2 separate regions of the Lactuca sativa genome follow, and region 2 is linked to region 1. Evidence: chromatin contacts called from public Hi-C data. All regions are on one chromosome and are shown on one strand. Each heading gives the region's core, a stretch centred on a gene start, on an enhancer-like site or on the middle of the called end of the contact. The rest is flanking DNA. Distances are from core to core; before and after follow the strand shown. Region 1 holds the start of LOC111886028 (aquaporin PIP2-2). Region 2 holds the start of LOC111881081.

Region 1 (5,684 bases), core at 1,773-4,272:
TAGTAATGTTTGGTAAAGGTCATCTGCTATAACTTGTTAAGAACACAATAGAAACAATCACCAAAAAGAAACAAGAACAACAAAAGAATGACGGCAATGGAATTCAAGCGCCAAAAATCTTTGAAAAACAACAAAAAATAAAGTAAATTAGCTATTAGAGATGACTACGGCCCCCACAGGAAATGAACTTAAATAATTTCATTTCTACTTTCTCCTTTCTTCCCCATATGACCCTAATTATTCAACAACAAAAAGAAAAAAAAAAAAAAAACCAATCTAATTACCCTAAAATTTGAAGATGTAAAAAACATTACCATCAACATCTAACAACAAGAATGCAAGACAATCACGAAAATAACTTATTTCAATGGAAACATAATTTCACGTTTCCAACGGAGGTTTGAAAATTTGATTTTCGTCAATTATACACTGAATTTCAAACTTCAAAAAAAGTAGGAAACTTACTTTTGAGTATTTCATAATTTGGGTTTTGAATACCGATTTCTTTCGGCCAGAGGCAGCACACACTTGGTAAATCGAATGAATGCGATTTTTTTTTTTGTCTCTATCGTTCTATGATTCGGAAAGCTATATAAGAACTTAATCTAATGAACACCTTAATGTTTATCTACAATTGATATTCATGAGGCCTTCTAAATCTGATGAATATTGACGTAAGGCAATAAATATGATAAGTACAAAAAACAACATTTGCCATCTATAGAAAACATATCTACTATCAACCAACTTAAAAGCAAATGCAAAAAAGCAAGGAAACCCCATTAGATATGTGGAACCATGTGGATTTTAATTTTTAAGGCTTGTGATAGATATAGACGTTTTTGTTTATTTATATTTGGTAAATGAATTTCAATATATTCTTAGTAATTACACATATTTTATTCAAATATTATATAATGGATGTGATGTGTGGTAGTGTTATTGACCTTATCTTGTTTATAGAATAACAAAAGTGAAGATAAGAGAATTCTAGTTATTTAAAGAATATGCTTAAAGGATAATGGATATTAATTCATCAAAGAAAGTAAATGACTTGTTTTAGAGAGAGATAAAGACATAATAGTAGGTTGTCGGGATAGGAATTTTTTTTCTTTTTTAAAGTCCAAAAGTAGTTCTTATATATGTATAAATCAGTGGATCTTATCATCAATCATCATTGTTATAATTGTAAATTATGTTTTTTTTATCATCACATATATAGCACTTTGCTGCCACTTTCCATTGTGGTTTCACAGCTCACGAATTTGGCTTATATGTATGTACATATGTTTCAAGATAAGAACAATTCTAGAAACCACTATTTATATTTGCATATCTTGAAATTAATATCACCTAAAACATTTTATATTGATCATTAAAAATGTATATTAGAATTATACAATTACACATTGCTCACTTAAAGAAGAAAATGTATCTTAGTTTTTTGTTAAATCATAAATATAACCGTATTAATTAGTTGTGAGCCTTTTCAAATGTTGAATGAACCAAACATTTTTTTTTTCATAAATTTTATGATAAGAACACGAGCTCTTAAATTACATATTTCCACACCTTTTGATCTTGAAATACTTGGATCACAAAATCAAAATTAAAAAAGAAAAAAAAAAAAAAACGAACGCTTACAATTCACATAAATAAGACACGAAGAAAATAAATAACAATTACATGAAACCCAATTCTTTTAAGGGGAATTTGCAAAGATATCTACAAGGCATGAACAGCCATGGATGAACATCTTTCAAGCTCAAGCATTGCTTCTGAAAGAGCCAAGTGCCTTGATTGCGGCGGCTCTCAGTACAAACTGGTGGTAGACGGCGGCGGCCAATGCTCCGATGAATGGTCCCACCCAGAAGATCCACTAAATTTGGAATTAATAATTATATTAATTCATATAATTAAATAAAAAGTAAATTTAAAGAAATTAAGAAAAGAAAAAGCAAAAAATACATACTTGATCATCCCATGCCTTCGCCTTGTTGTAAATCACGGCGGCGCCAAAACTTCTCGCCGGGTTGATGCCGGTGCCGGTGATCGGAATGGTGGCCAAGTGCACCATGAAAACAGCGAAACCGATGGGAAGTGGTGCCAATACCTTCATATTTCCATTTTTTAAAGTAGAATATAGTTAGTATCCATCATTGGTGAATTTCTAGTTTTTTAAACTATCGTCGAAGAACAGAGAGAGATGATAAGGTGCTTACAGGAACATGGGAGTCTCGTGCACTCCTCTTGGGATCGGTGGCAGAGAAGACAGTGTAAACAAGGACGAAGGTGCCGATGATCTCAGCACCGAGTCCGGTGCCCTTATTGTAACCGTCGGCCAATTCGTTGGCTCCGCCGCCGTACCGGTCGTAGTATGAGCTCTGGAAAGCTTTCACTAACCCTACACCACAAATTGCTCCCAAACACTGTGCAATCATGTAACCTACAGCCCTAATCAACGACACCTTTCTCGCCAAAAACAAACCGAATGTCACAGCAGGGTTAATGTGTCCTCCTGGCGTATTTTAGCAAGCAGAAGTTAGTTAGCTTCATCTCTCTTTACAAAAATCAAACAGTAGTTCGAAGTGATTTTGCTAAAGTGAAGACGAATTGATGATTGAGAATTTGAGAGTTGAGATTATATATACTTACCGGAGATACCGGCGGTGCAGTAGACGAGGATGAAGATCATGCCGCCGAAGGCCCAGGCGATGCCGAGAATTCCGACGCCGCCGCACTGATCGAGGTCCAAAGCAGGATCGGTCTGGCTTTTGTAACCGATGACTGTTAAAACAGTGACGTAGAGGAAGAGGAGAGTGGCGACGAACTCGGCAATGAGTGCTCTGTAGAAGGACCATTTGGTGAGTTCGTCAGCGTCAAAGAAGGGGGCAGGAGGTGGATCGTGGTAGTCCTTGGCGGTGTATTCGCCGCCGCCGCCGTGGTGCTCCGCCACTTCAACGTCTTTAGTCATGGCTTTCAGGTCGAGAGAACTGAGAAGTGATAATGGTTTTGTGAGTGGAGTGTGTTGTGATAGGTGGTATTTATGGAAGGTAGTGAGAGAAAAACCATAGTGATTAAGCTTCCATTATTGATGGCTTAACATAATTTAAGTGCTTTTTAATTAAAAAATTTATATGAAAAATTTCCCTTAATATTTTCTTATTTCCTTGACTATTATTATTGTAAAATGACTAAAATCAGCATTAGACCTTAATTTATCATGAATTTTAGATCTTTATTTATTTATTTATTTAACTATGCTTATGAATTTTTGATCATTAAAAATAGAGAAAATTAGCTATATTCCTTATTATTTTTTCACTTAATGTCCAAATATTTTTTCAATTAGCCAAAAATAACAAACAAATTGTATTTCATCTAGGTGATTTACTCTCCTATGGCATGCTCTAAACAAAATTACTCATTGGTGTTTGAATGAATACCAAGAACAAAACCATAGGTGATAGGCTTCATCTACTGTTACATACAAGTAACATATTGTTTCGTTCTTTGCATTTAATTGTTATTTTGTTCATACTGTTGAATCAACATAAATAACATACCACATAATAAAATTATATCACTATACATGTTAGAATAAATAAATAAACATCCCAAACTGTAGATGAGGTATGTCATCTATGATGTACAAATGCTAGTGCACATTTTGTGCATTAGCAGATTATACAATATAGGTGGCATACCGCACTTAGGGTTTTGATATTTAATTTTCTTTTTTGTAAAAAAATTATATCCAATATTATTAGATTTCAAGGTAAACGATAGAAAGAAAAAAAAATAAAATTTACGAAGAAAAATTAGTTGTTCAAAGCAGTCATTGAGAGCGTTTCTCTTGCTTCAAACACCCAAATGACCCGAATGAAAATTTATTAACTTTATATATTATAGACTAATCGATCCTTAAACTCTAGATGAGATCCAAAACCGTATTCCATTAGCCTTGGACCGTAGGTTTTTAGCTTCGAAAGTCCCCAACCCATAGGTAATTACGAAACCATAGCTTTACTTAATCATCTACTGTTTGATTGACTATTTTTAGTTAGAGACTAATTTTATTAACAATTAAAGATTTTTTTTAAATTAATGTTTTTCTTATTAATTGCTAAACTTCTAAAACTCCTTTTTTTAAATTATATATTTTATAAGGATAAATTATTCAAATAATATTTTATTTTAATAATAATCAATAAAAAATAAGGTTACTTCAAAGAAGAGATGGATGATATATGATGAAACCGTTGTTACTTTGGTTCGCTTTTTTAAAATATGTGCCGCCCACTATTAAGAAAAAATAATTTGTCATTTTCAAGGCCCCGCAAATTGTGTTAACGGCTCTTTTTCAAACATTTTATGGTTTGTGTTATTGTGTAGCTAAATAACTCGTCTTAAACGATAAAATTAAAAGTGTTGCACATCTTTTTTTTTAATCGAACTTTTGCATTTGAATATTTTTTTTCGTATCATAGCATGATATTTCGGCATAAAACTGAGATAAAAAATCACATACCCAAGCCATATTAAAGTTGAGAAAATTTAACGTCGAACTTCTTTGTCTAGACTTGTTCATGAGTTAGACATGAAATTATATATATATATATATATATATATATATATATATATATATATATATATATATATATATATATATATATATATATATATATATATATATATATATATATATATATATATATATATATAGAAGAGCCTAAATTTTGGCTTAAGAGTTGTAACAACTTCAAAACAAAAGAAATTTAGAATTTTATCATGTTACATGGTTTATCATCTAGGTTGCTTGGAAATGTCTTTTAAAATGAGTTATTAACTTATTGTTTTTTAAAAAGTCAATAATTTAAAAAAAAAATGTTTGGCAAACACTAGTTTTAAAGGCAAAAAAAATGTTTTTTCATAAGGCCAAGAATACCTAACCTTTTCAAAAAAACCAATAAACATTTTAAGAAGCAATCCCAAACATGCCGTTATTTATTAACTCCCAAAAAGACAAACCAATTTGTCTATAAAGATAAACCCGCATGTAAATTAAATATAAACACAATATTAAAAAATAATAATAATAAGTATATTTAACATACACACATTTTACGTAAATACGATGTCTTATCATATGAATAATTTGCATCTTTGTTTTAGGTTGCTCCTATTAGCCTTGTTTTATCGGGTTTGAGTACTCCTTGTGCTGTCATATCATTTGAATATACCGAACATATAGTTAAATAGTGTTTTCCCATATAAACTCCCATCTGCATTTATCAGATTTGCTAGTTTTTTGTTAAAAGTGTACATCAATGAATATAATAAAAGGGATTACAGCTGATAATTAATATTGACGAAATGCTTGTATCTTTTCTTTTTACTCTATTTACTGCTTAATTAAATACAGTTATTTGTTTACGCTTTTAAAAATAAAGAAACTTTGTTGAAGTTGATTTTATAGTAACAACCCACTAGTAATGTTAGACATTTAACCACGGTGGTGACATAAATATAATTTAATTACACTATTTGTAAATTGTAAGTGACAAAATGACGACTTTTAGAAGTTCTCAATTTGGCATCAAGGTATGATAAATTTCAAATTGCATTGTTGTTAGTAGCTTTGACCTTATTTGAGAATTTGTGGTGAATTAGTGCAGATTACA
Region 2 (5,635 bases), core at 2,256-4,755, 150 kb before region 1:
TTTGAATATTGCTTAAAGAAAAAATAAATTTGGCGTTGATTCTATGTAAACCTATGAGATCACACACTAAAAAAATTATAATGAAACTAATAAATAACAATAATAGGTCGTTTCTCCCTTGACCAACTGGGCCCATACAAACCCCAAGAAGTATTTAACGACTTCTTGGGCCAACATCGCGACCAAATTCAATCCAATTGATGAGATTTTCATCTAAATGACATCACACAAAGTATGACACTCTTCGATGACATATGTATCGTTGAAATTGATAGAATTTTGATAAGTTTAGAACAAGAGGCCAGGGGAGTGGGTTATCTTTTGGCAGAGAAAGGGTTTTGTAGGTTAAAAGGATGAAAATATGGTAGGAATAGGTAGTGCTAATGGCAAGTAGTAAGCTCTTTTTGGTTCGTTATCGCTCATGAATTGTAGTTGGCCCATAATTGTTGATGTCCCTCTTCAAATGGAGAAGATGAGGGCTTTAAAACATTAGTTTGCTCACTTTGTCAATTTAAGGACCTCACTCTATCTTTTTCGCCTTTGACCACAACTAGCCACCGGTCTCTCTTCACACTATTAGATTGTTATTGACAAAATGGCAAAAATGGTCCCTATGGTCAGCAAAACTATGTGGTTTTGGTCCAAAACGTTTTTGTGGTCCAAAAATGGTCTAATAGCCACCGATCTCTCTTCACACTATTAGATTGTTTTTTGGTCCCTATACACTTAAAAAGATAATTATGCACTTATAATTTAAATTTTTCATTTTCTTGAATTAAATACATAAATTGATTTAATTTATATTTTTTAATTTTAAACAAAAGTATAAAAAAATGTTCACCCAACCCATTTCTCTTTCCATATCTCTCAACAAACACACACACACATGCACATACACACACTCAAGAAACACATCATCGCTAATGTTTGCCACCATCACCACCGACTGCCACTATTGACTGCTACCATCATCAACATCGACTGCCACCACACCCCACCACAAACATCATATCCCACCCTCACCCCCATCTTTCCTTCTGCAGACCCGATAAAACTACCACCACCGGCTTTTGTCTCCTCTTCTCCGCTTGGGATGCATCCAACTCCCGCCTCGTCTCATCCTCATCTTCTCTAGCTAGATTGTTGTTGTCAATTTTCATCAGAATCTATAAAAATTTGCATTTGATTTTTGCCTCAAGACAAATCTAATGCAACACGAGAAGGTTCTTTAAGTCAATAGTTAGTCTGAAACTCAAAATCAAGAAAATATGAGGGGATAAAGAAGGCAGTCGGACCTGAATTACAATAATAACTTAGGAAACATCCCTATGGAACGCAGGAAGGTAGTAATCGAGGCTCATAGAAGCCACCATTCAAGAGTAAATAAGGTAGGCAAAGATAAAACATAGTTATTGGATGTTATAGAGACGATAGAGATGAGAGGCAAGACAAGTTAGACTTCCCTCAGACCATCATCGTCGTTGCCAAACTCCGATTTTGGGGAAATTGGTATAAACTTCATTACCATTGTCGAGTATGCCTTCAACCATTGTCGAGTATGCCTTAGGTTCCGATTTTAGGGAAATCGATTTAACCTTCATTACTAATTGCATCGGTATCTCTGATGGAGATGATGATGAAGCGTGACGATGATAAACAATCACACTGGTGTAGACCTTGATTGTTGAGATAGTGCAGCAAGGTTGATGATGGTGGGTTTTTGGGTAAGGTTGAGGTGAAGAAGATATTGACTCAAAAAGGGAGTGGAATTGGATTTCTTTTGGTTTTTTAATTAAAAAAAATATGAAAATAAATAAAAGGAAATTAAAAAAAAAAAAAAAAAAAAAAAAAAAAAAAAAAAACCTTTTTAGGGGCATGTTCGTCATTTCAAGTTGGGTATGAAGTATGAACCAAAATCACACAAAAATATCAACCATAGGGACCAAAACCACATAAGATATTCGAAATTGGACCATTAATGTATCGCCAAATTTTTTTGAATAAAAACCATAGAATTTTACCAGCCATAGGGACCATTTTTGCAATTCTGTCATTGCTATTTAACCCCACCTACGACCAACTCCAATCTGCCTTCAAAATGGTGGAAAACCTCTATATTTTACTCCGATGGACCTCTAAAAATATCACCATTTTTGTGGGAAGATTTGTTGGCCGCTATATTTAGCGGAGCATTCTTCCAACACTAAATCACTTTTTCAATATAAATGCATTATTTTATCATATATGCATTGCTTTTAATATTATTCAAATATGTTATTTATTGTAATAATATGAAAACATATTTTTAGTGTAAAATTTTAGTGTGTGGTTGGAATATAAATTGTATTTTAGTGTTAAAAGAACACAATTTTTGTGTTTTTTAGTGTTTGTGGTTGGAGTTGGCCTAACTTACTAACTCACTTTGGTCCCTAAACCAAGTCAAGGCAAGGTCAATCCTATTTTCACAAAATTTGACACGTTAGCCCTTCTTCTAAATTTTTAATCTAGCTTCAGATTTGCTTCCTATTAGCCTAGAAACTTCTATTTCTAGCGTCAAAAGTTTATTTTGCATTTACTCTGTTATATATATTATCTACAACATTATCCATTTTTTTAAAGCATATATGAGATTTTCCAAAGACGAGGGAGGGGGAGGGGGTTAACAGATCAAAATTTCCCTAGCTTCTGAATGTAAAATGGTTATTTAATTGTAAAGATCTCTACTAATTGAAGCCAGAACTTTTTACCTTTACAACATATGAAGTTTGAGACTCCTGTATTAAGCTAAAATGTTGACATTTATGCAATTATTGATCAAGTCAAATAAATTCCTAAACAGCCAAACTAACATGCTGACCCAAGTTAACTCTGCACTACATTTCTATTTTACTTTCTGCTATTTTACTTCCTATAATTACAAACTTCTAGCATAAATCAAATCATAGATATATTGTAATACAAAATCACATGCATTAATTACCAATAAGAATGTTACATCTCATATTCTCGTACTCCAAATTTCAAAAGTAAACTAAAAGAGAAGAATCTAATAAATTAAACGCCACATCAAACCGATGGTAAAACCATATTGTTTCGACCCATTTTGGTTCTACGGTTTGTAACCACAAAATAAGCACCCATAGCTACAAGAACCATAAATATAAACCCAAATATCAAAGCAGCAACACCTCCAGCACCAATTTTGCTTCCACTTTTCACATTTCTTGATGCACTTTCTTGTGCTAAGCTCGATTGAACAGTTGCAGCCATGGGCAATGGTGCACAACTGGTTTCATCACATGGGTTTTGAATCGTTGGTGGGTTTGCTTTTGGGTGGAAGAAATTGTAGGCAGATGGTGAGAATGCCATTGGGTTCTCGTAAACAAGGCCATGAGGTGATCTTTCTTGAGATTGTGTTGTAGTGAAGGAGATGATAGTAACAAAGAGAAGAAGTAGGAAGTGCGTTTGTGCCATTTTGATTTTCTTTTTTATGTCTAAAGAATGATGTGGGTAGTGGTATATATAGAGGTGGTCTTAGTTTATTGGTTGTTGCTTTGGCCTCAATTTTTGTGATTGCATTAAACTCCTCAAAAGGAAGCATAATGATGGTTTCTATTTCGTCCATCATAACAAGTGGCACTATGTATATGTTACTTATTTACTTATATATATACCTCATGGTTCTTTAGGGAATTTTTTCTATATTAAGTGATATATATGGATAAACTGCTAAGTGGACAAACGAATATTGTTTGTTTTTGTACATAATGAGCTGTCAAAATATGAGTAGTAATGACTATTTTATATAACTATATTCACTAATGTGGGGAGTGTAGAAAGATAAACCAAGGGAGGGTTTTATAAAAGAGTATGGAGGTAAAAAAAAAAACACATAAGAATAGATAAATGCACGATTCTCTCACTTAAAGTAAAATAGGAAATGTCTTTGTCATGTATATGTATCGGGATTAAGTCGTATCAAATTAAGTTTATTAAGTCAAAAGTAAACAAGTACTTGGTGATGTATTTAATTGAAAAAGACCTTGAGGGATTTTGAATGTAATCAATGTTTAAACAAGTTAATTATTTGTATTGAAGTAATGGGTATTGATAATTGACATGATGTTATAATTTGAGTTGAAGGAGGGTAAAAGTGAAAACCAATATGGGGGTTTGCTACTTTGCTTAGCTTAAAGGGCCAGCAAAGGTCATGAGCGAAATAGTATTCAAAAGGGCAAGTAGTGATGGCATATGTGTGTGTGTAATTATATTATGACAGCCTCTTTTGGCTTTGTATTGGCATTCACCATTATTACAGGGTGGGAACCTACATCAAATCGAATGAATACATTTGTTGCATGTAGGCGTAAAAGTATTGATTATAAAAAAAACAAATTTTGTAAACTTTTTTTTTAACATTAGAAAAGGCTTTACTTGAAGAATACATCATCTCATTTCTTATTTTCAGACTTTTTGTTATCATGTTACGTCTCCTTATATAAGATTCATGATAAAAGTGTGTGAAATAAATAGTAGACATTTATGGTGGTGGTGGTGTGGTGTGGTGATGGTGGTGCCATTTAACATTTCCACAAGAAGCATGAGTGAGTCACAAGATCTGTGCGATTGAACATCCATAGAATAAAAATGTTGTTTCACTTTACATACTCTCATGATCAACACAAATACTGGAGGTGGAAATTTAGGTAGATCAACATTAACTGATTTGCAAAATTTACTATCTAAATTTTAATTCGTCTAAGATTGTCAAATTCAAATAAAATGAGAATTTACTTAAACAAAACCATGTTTATGGACACATTAAATTATCAAAATGTAGATTTCATTGTGAGAAAATAGTGTAACTAGATATATTAAATAGAAAAATGGCAATGTTGAATATTTATTAGGTTTTTTTTCAATGAATTAAATATATAGAATGAGGTAAGGGAAATTAAGTATATATAGAATGAGTTAAGGGAAATTTAGTAAACTAACTTATATTTCATTTTTTGAAAAATAACAATTTTTTTTGGAATGTCTCACTCCGAACTACTGTTCATATTCCAGAGTTCTTACTCCCGAATGCTCTATTTCGGATTTAATCTTCAAATTTCGGAGTTATTTTTTGGTTTTTTTCCATTTTTTAAAGAATATCCCTACTTATGTCCGCAATGTCAATTTCGAAGTGTTTAAAGTTGCAATTTTTCAAGAAATTTTTTTGATTTTATACACTAATTAGGTGTAATATAATTAAGTGGTTAGAATAATCGTGGATAAAAACTAAAAGATTATGGAAATTTACGTTTTTTGTCATGTTTTGAGCATTAACCGAGTAACAATAAAAAAATTCATCAAATTGTATTTTGATATTATCGATATAGTCCAAAACTTTTAAAACCTTGTTTTAATTTAATACTATCCAATAAATATTAGGGAGATTGAATAATCTAACCCATATAAATGAAGTCTTTGAAGAAAATAACCTAATTTTTTTGTTTTTGTAAAATAACCATTTTGTTTGGAATAGGTCATTCCGGAGCGATCTCCGGTATATCAAAGTAGATTTCTGGACAACCATTCTGAAATAGTCATCTTTTATCTATAATACGTGTTTGGTGATTTCGTATAATAT

The links. A called contact is a pair of places that touch in the nucleus more often than the background predicts.
Region 2: a contact with region 1 is called in a Hi-C map of leaf, with 6 times the contacts expected there. The contact joins the promoter of LOC111881081 here to the promoter of LOC111886028 in region 1. A contact is called at or near these places in 3 of 4 Hi-C or Micro-C datasets (leaf and seed).

What each region holds. Positions count from the first base shown.
Region 1 is chr1:82,013,522-82,019,205 of Lsat_Salinas_v11, reverse strand. It overlaps LOC111886028 (aquaporin PIP2-2), which reads right to left and starts at 3,022. Exons shown (of 4, transcript XM_023882267.3): 1 at 2,656-3,022; 2 at 2,223-2,518; 3 at 1,973-2,113; 4 at 1,502-1,879. The coding sequence starts at 2,974. The coding sequence ends at 1,766.
Region 2 is chr1:82,159,745-82,165,379 of Lsat_Salinas_v11, reverse strand. It overlaps LOC111881081, which reads right to left and starts at 3,505. Exons shown (of 1, transcript XM_023877473.3): 1 at 2,949-3,505. The coding sequence starts at 3,474. The coding sequence ends at 3,067.